2 separate regions of the Mus musculus genome follow, and region 2 is linked to region 1. Evidence: chromatin contacts called from public HiChIP or PLAC-seq data. All regions are on one chromosome and are shown on one strand. The core of a region is the stretch at or near the end of the contact, and the rest is flanking DNA. Distances in the headings are between cores, read along the strand shown.

Region 1 (3,399 bases), core at 558-3,057:
TTAGGGAAAAAGAAAGGTTAATAGGAAATAGGGGTTGTGGACATGCTTAGAAATGGTTCTTTGGAGCTATTCAAATCTCTGTTGTCAGCAGTCTGGTCTACTAGCAAACTACCAAATCAGCAACAGCAGTCCAGTACACCAGTCCAGTATACATGGCAAACATAAATCCATAGCAGCCGCTAGGTCCAGAGGAAACCATGAGGTTCGACCTATCAGCACAAGTCCACAGAAGCAGGAAGAAGCCGCTGGAACACCACCATAAGTTCTTTGGTGCATTTTTCACTATGAAGTCACAACAAGCTAAGATCAGCGAATCAAGCAAGGCGAACCAATTGCAGGAGCACTGTCCGCCGTCTGTTGGGTTATACTTATGCTCTTTCCAAACATATGTCCCCTCAAGCATCCGCCGTAGCAAAACATCACACGCCCTTTCACTAGGCAGTTTTCAGAAAAACACCCTGCGCCTGTTCTCGGCAAAACACCGTTACATAAGACAGTTTCCAGAAAAACATCACATGATACAACTGAGTCCCTAACAAAACCAGAAATTCCCACTTCAACAAATGTCTGCTTAATGGCATTTGATTTCCATTAACAAATAAAATGCTTACTGAGTTTTCATCTCAGTGGAAGACACCCAACTTGCAGTTACCTTAATTCAGACTTTGTTGGGAATGGTTTATTTACAAGAAAGTAGCACTGTTGCCTTAAGGTAAGAGGACGGGAGCTGAGACAAGGTCTTGTTCTGCAGGTCAGGCTGGCTTGGGATTCATGACCTCCCACCTCTGCACCCTAACTTCTAGAATTACAAGGGTGACCCCCAAGACCTGCCTTGTGAGGCCCTTGTATAGACGTTAGCTGTTTTATTACATTTCCTATACTCGGTTTTCAGTCAAATATTCGATGATGATTGGGGAACAACAACAACATGGGTCATAGCAGGGCTGTCTCTTGCAATTCTAGAAGGGTTTGTGAGCCAGATACCCTCCATGCCTACACTGTTGAGATAAAGGACATGTAGGAACTTTGAATCATGTTGGCCAATGACAGAGCTTGAATTGATACCTACTCCTGAAGACAACAACTAATTTCTCTTTTTATTCCAAATTCTTTAGTCAGGGCAAATGAGACATTCAATCAGATAGGGAAAACTGACTTGAAAATAAAGGAAAGGAATTTGGTGCGAGCGCTTTGCCCCTTTCAACCAACCTGGTTTCCTTGTGTGTTGGTTATTTTGTGTGTTTGTTTATTTAAAGGTGTTTTTTGTTTGAGACGAGGTCTAACTCCAGATCCTCCTACCTTCTTGGTGCAGGAATACTTGAGAGTATCACCCGAGGAGGCAACTCCCATTTTAATTTCCTCTGTTTGAGAGCTAGCTCAGGCGCAGCACATTCTGAGTCTTCTTGGGTTGATTTTTTGTTTTGATTTGTTTGAGACTGTGTGTGTCTGTGTCTGTCTGTCTGTCTGTCTCTCTCTCTTTATCTCTCTCTCCCTCCTCCTGGCTGTTCTGGAGCACCCTGTGTGGATCAGGTTCCTCTAAACTCACAGAGATCCTCCAGCCTCTGCCTCCGGAGATCAAAGGGGTGTGCTATCCCGCCAGGCTTTGAAGATTTTGCCAATCAACCAGCAGCCGGGAGCCACGCAGCAGCAGCGGAGACAACCAGGAAGTACACAGCCCGCGTCGTCAAGGACCGAGCGCTTTTTAGCCCTCCTCCCGACCCGTAGCCGCGCGGAGTGCGCGCGAGCGACTCGCGCATAAAAGCCCGGCTCGGGGCGTCTAGGAGCCAGTGCTGCTTCCTGCTTCGGACGGAGCTGTTGGCGGAGCCGCGAAGATGGCGTCGACCAGCCGGTGAGTGCAACGGCCTCGGAGCGAGTGGAGCAGGGCATCGCGGGGCCCAGGTTCCTCCAGAAGGCCGCCGCGGGTGTCCCTTACCCACCTGAGTCATCGCCGCCCGGGTTTGACCCTGCGGATCCGCACGGCCCCGGCCTCCGTCTCCGGACCCTTCAACCGTCTTTGTGTCATGTTGATGTTTTCTGTGTATTTTCTCCCTTACGGCCCATCCAGCCGGAGGGGGCTGAAACCCCGTTTCCGAAGAGCTGGAAAAGCGACGTTCCAGGTCCCTATCGATCTGACAACCGCAAAGTTGAGAAACGTCAGCATTGGTTGTCTGGTGGCAAAGGGTCGCTAGCCCAATGGCCCCCCCAGAAGTGGAAACGAAAGCACATACGGAGACTTGATTCATTCTCCTAAAAGACCCCCTGTCCCCACCCCGAAAAGTATCATTGCGTACTCTGAAGGAGATGCTGTCTGCAGAAAATTAATTACATATGCTGGAAGTCATTTTAAATGTATTTTTAAAACGTAGTTTGCTTAATATCTACAGGAAATGCGTGTTGTGACCGCAGAGACAGCCTTTAATCTTGTGACCTCCAAAATGCTTTGCAGACCCTAATTATATCTCTTGTAACCACTATGAGGTAGATATTAGTATACTGGCATATGTGTAAACTGAGTCATGCCAGCGTGTTGACCTTTCGCGGGCCACTATACCTATTCTGATTATCCGTCCACTGGTCTCCAGTTAACACAGAATGTACAGAAAGTATCAAATTAAGTTCTGTTCTTTTGGCACTTTTTTTTTTTTTTCGGAGGTGGTTACTATGTGTGGAATTGGTAAACGTCACCGGGGGAAGCCATTATTTACAGAAACTTGGCCTTTCTGGGAACCTCCAAGTCTGCTGTTTATTATAAAAAGTGGGAGGTGGGCATAGGAAGCCTCGTGAACTTCTTGCGTGGAAGCAATGGGCAATCTTGTTTACTGATTTTATGATTTAATTAGATTAATTATGATTTAATCATTCCATCTGGGTGTGGTTTTGTCACGTAAGGCTTCCTTGTAGCGACATAGGAACCTTCAGCTTCCCCAAATACTATTGAAATTTCCCATGGGTGATGTGTTCATATGTAGGCACAGCTTACCATCTTAGGGAAAAGGAACTCCTGTATTCTTGAAACACAAGTTGTAGTGTTTAAATAGTACACATAGTAAAATCACTGGTTACAGTTTTTAAACTTTTCTTCACTTAAAAAAATCCCTTGAAATTAATTTCTTTTCTGGACAGCTAGTGTTTGATTTTGAGTTAGTGGTCTCGAATCTTCTGTCTCCACCTTGAAAACTGTGGGGTTGTAGATCTGCCCGGCCCTCATCCAGCTCTTAAGTCTGTGTCATTCCTGTTGCTATCAAGTTTTGCCAGCAGTGTGAATAGAGAGAAGTTGCCTGAGAGTTTGTCATACCTTGAGGGCGGCATGTAGGCACTAAGCATTGGCACTGGTTGGTGTTCTCGAAGAGAACATGTCCAGATTGATGCCCACTCTTTATTCCGACGTCAGTAAATAAC
Region 2 (3,483 bases), core at 759-3,258, 1.5 Mb after region 1:
TCTTTTTGCCTTTAGATGTAATGTGAGGAAAGATGGCTGGACCTCCTGCCTGCCTGCCCATCTGGCGACCACAAGGAGAGGCAGAGAGATTAGAGAGACAGTAAGATCCAGTCACTTCGATGGTATTGGTGTGGCCTGAATTAATCTAAACATAAACTTCCGGTCTCTAGTTTCTCACTGTGTGAGGAGATCAATGCTCGCCTGTTGTTCTAGCCTCAGTCAAAGGCACCTTAATTATTATAAAGTGAGAACTGAGCTCCGGGATTCCCCACGATCCCAAAAAGGTATTGTGGGTTTTCTGACCCCAACACCACTGCAGAAGAGGCTGTCTGTGGGATGAAGGGTGTGCCATTAGGCTCTTCCTGTCGCAAGGCCTCCCCGAGGCATGGTTCCACCACGTGCTATCTCTTAGCACTCTTGTTTCCAGAACGCCTATTATTTTTAATGTGGGATTTCGGCCTTGGCCAACCTTTGTTTATGCCATTAGGATTTAACGTGCCTCATGCCTCAATTGGGCTTCTCTTGTTTCTCCCTGCCTGTGTCAGAAGGCTAGGGACGCTTACAATAAAAGACAAAAAATCCAACAACTCGACATTAAGAGATGAAACAAATTCTCCATATTGGACTCATAGCCACTAATATCTGCTTCCCACCAGATGGATGGGATTTCAGGGCCTGGTCAGCTTGAGTTGTATACATTTGTAATTTACAAACCGTTCTCCTTTGTTTCACCTCGTGAGTGGAGTCTGTAATGATATTCCATCGCTGCATATCGTTATTACGAGTCCTTTGCTTATGTTAAGGGGCTTATGGAAGGGCTCAGACAAACACAAAGCCACTTATTAGGACAAACAGAGATTTTAAAAGAATACTATACTCTCATGAATAAACTAGTTCCTGATTGGCTAGAGTTGCAATTTCCCTTTTATCAGTAATTAAGGGCGAGCCACGGAGCAAACTCGTCAGTTGACACCAATTACGATTGGTGGAGGAACTAATGAGTCCAAGAGAAAGGTTATTTATTCCCAAACTTTTGAAGCATAATTGTTGTGTAAATCGGATAGCGCGCAAATCTTTTCCATACGTTTGGGTTGGTAATTGAGAAATAAAATGGTTACCAAATGTACTCTTTGTCCAGTTTTGTTCTGCAGCCGATCTCTCTTGGGACTCCTTAAAGTGTAAGGAAAAGGTGATGTCAACGGCACCGTACTCTGGGCTGACGGAGCCAGGATTAATTAATGGAGATGAAAGGGACACTCTAGACCTTTCTTAACCACCGCCTTGCGGTCCCCACAGCAAGACACTTGCTGCTCTGCAGATGACCAAACAGTGCAGAGGATGAGGCCAGGACCCAAAAACCGCTTTGTGTTTAAAAACAAAACAAAGCAGAACAGAGAGCAAGCATCCACTCCGTCTCGTCTCGATTCCAGTGTGGTGTTCTTAAAACAAGGAACTCTCGGGAGCTTTTCCCTTTGAAGTTTAATATGTAGGGCTTTACATCAATATAACATTTTAAATGTGTTAAACAAATTAGTCTCTGGTTACAAAAGTTTTGAGACATTTGCCAGTTGCTGCTTAGCTAAATTGAATATGTGTGGCGAAGTTGATCATGCAGTTGTTCATTTAGAAGGACGCACATTTGGAGTGATTAATAAATAAACCAGCCTCCCATTGCCTCAGCCTCCGTGTTTATTTGAAGGCAATCTACTTTTAAAAGACATTAATATTCTTAGAATTATTATCAGAATAATTGCTTTGGCTCCCTCTCAGAACGCACATTTTTTTCCTTATTTCCCTTCAGCACGGGCAGCTTTTCACTCAGATAGAAACCCCCCATTATTATTCCCCACCCCGCCCCCCAAAAATGAAGAATAGGAATTATATACTTTTCACTAAGGAATAATTAATTTGTCTCAAGTATTAGAACCCAGAATTGTAGAGTGACTTTGAATGGTCGTCTCTGAGGAGTACCATTGTTTGTTCTCGTCAGTCTTTAATGAGCTTTAGTAAATGGCCAGGAAAAATTACCTCCTTTCTGTAACATGAGAGAGGCGGAGAATGAAGGGGGTTATAGAATCCCTCAGAGGAAAGGGAACACACACACACACACACACACACACACACACACACTCCTACACAACAGCGCTTAGGAGCTCGTGGTCCTCTGTTGGACTTATTTGAGGATGAGAGATCTGGTTACTAAGTGCATTAAAACAGAAGCCTGTCCCCTAATTTGTATTGATTATTCTTATCGTGACCACTGTTGAATCTGCCGGGGAAACTGTCCATCCTATAATTCCATGGGGCTGGATATTCATTACGTTCACCACCTTAAGTTTCTTCTCTGTGCAGGACTGTAAGACAAGGAGGAACAGAACTTTAGCAGAGATGAACTGCGCAGAAGAAGACATCCCTCCCCCCAAAGGTCACTGGGTTGCATTAAAAAAGAGCATTTTGTAAAGTTCCCACTCCCAAGGGAGATTCCCCACAGCATATGACCGTTCACAAAGAGCCCAATGTTTTCTTGCAGGTTCCCACAGGCCTCTGGGCTTCCAGGAGAAGTGGAACTCTTTCTAATTATAAAGATCCTCATGTTTAGCAGTGACCAGAAAGATAGATACACTACTCAGAAGATTGTAGAGACCATGGTAGGGTTAGATCATGCTTTCTCTCAATGTGAGATAGGCTTTAGAAACCATGAGGCAGAACCCTCTTCCTTGCCTGAACAAGGCTGGAAGAGGCCCAAACATCATGCTAGGATTAAAGGTATAACTTTCATCTGGGTGCAAGAAGTTATACAATGGTTAACAGCCCAACTGGACTTCCCACTCACCATCTGAACCTGGCAAGCCTCTATGGCCCAACCTTGCTCAGGCAGTGGACAGAGCTGGGCTTGCTCTCTGCTTGAGAGGAAGGGGTGGAGAATGTCGAAGCTCCATTTCTCTTCTCTAACATTCCTCTGCCTGGCAGGGAGCCACGTCCATCTGTCTGCTGTGAGGCCAGTCCAGCTGTCTGTGCCTACATTCCCGTGTTGTGTGTGGACCCTCCTTTTTGCATCAATAGGATCTGATGATTTCAAGCTTTATAAAAAGAGCAGGACCTGAAGCTGACCCTTGGACACATCTTAGAAACAGATTCCCACAAAGACTGGCATGGCTGCCAGAAGCAAATTATGGATGGCATTTAGGCATCACTTCTCAAAAGGTTTGTATCTGTGGGTGACTTTGTTAACTTCCTCGAATGGCAGTAAAGGGTCCCTTTTATAAAATGGGTCTAGTGCAGTTGCTACTGAACTTTGCACATTAACATGTTGGGCACAGCGCCACCTACTCAGCATGCACGTGTCCCTCTGCTCATGGTCAGATGCAAGAAGGTGATAGCAGGAGTTCCCAGTTACATGACACTTGTGTTTATAAAAGTTTTTGTGTAAATATTGTCCGAGAGCTGTGAGGACTTCACGCTCTCATCCCGTCCCACTTAAAG

Evidence for each region. HiChIP or PLAC-seq counts read pairs in DNA pulled down with a chosen protein or histone mark.
Region 2: an H3K4me3 HiChIP or PLAC-seq map of embryonic limb bud shows a contact between it and region 1, with 6 times the contacts expected there. The contact joins the enhancer-like site here to the promoter of Gtf2b in region 1. A contact is called at or near these places in 5 of 39 promoter capture datasets (cranial neural crest, frontonasal cranial neural crest, liver and 2 more), 1 of 484 Hi-C or Micro-C datasets (CD4 T cells) and 2 of 115 datasets of contacts at active chromatin or transcription factors (astrocytes and embryonic limb bud).

Annotation. Positions count from the first base shown.
Region 1 is chr3:142,763,440-142,766,838 of GRCm38.p6, forward strand. Gtf2b (general transcription factor IIB) reads left to right here and starts at 1,808. Exons shown (of 7, transcript NM_145546.1): 1 at 1,808-1,849. The coding sequence starts at 1,833.
Region 2 is chr3:144,222,708-144,226,190 of GRCm38.p6, forward strand. Gm46828 (a long non-coding RNA gene) reads right to left here. Exons shown (of 3, transcript XR_001784014.2): 3 at 1,465-2,354. Among named protein-coding and RNA genes, the nearest start is that of Gm46828, 12 kb to the right of the region's middle. Within about 2 kb of position 2,009, at least 12 of the 459 cell types and tissues checked have an H3K27ac peak or open chromatin away from gene starts, as enhancers often do. A contact at or near this core is called in embryonic limb bud and second pharyngeal arch cranial neural crest, where this site is marked.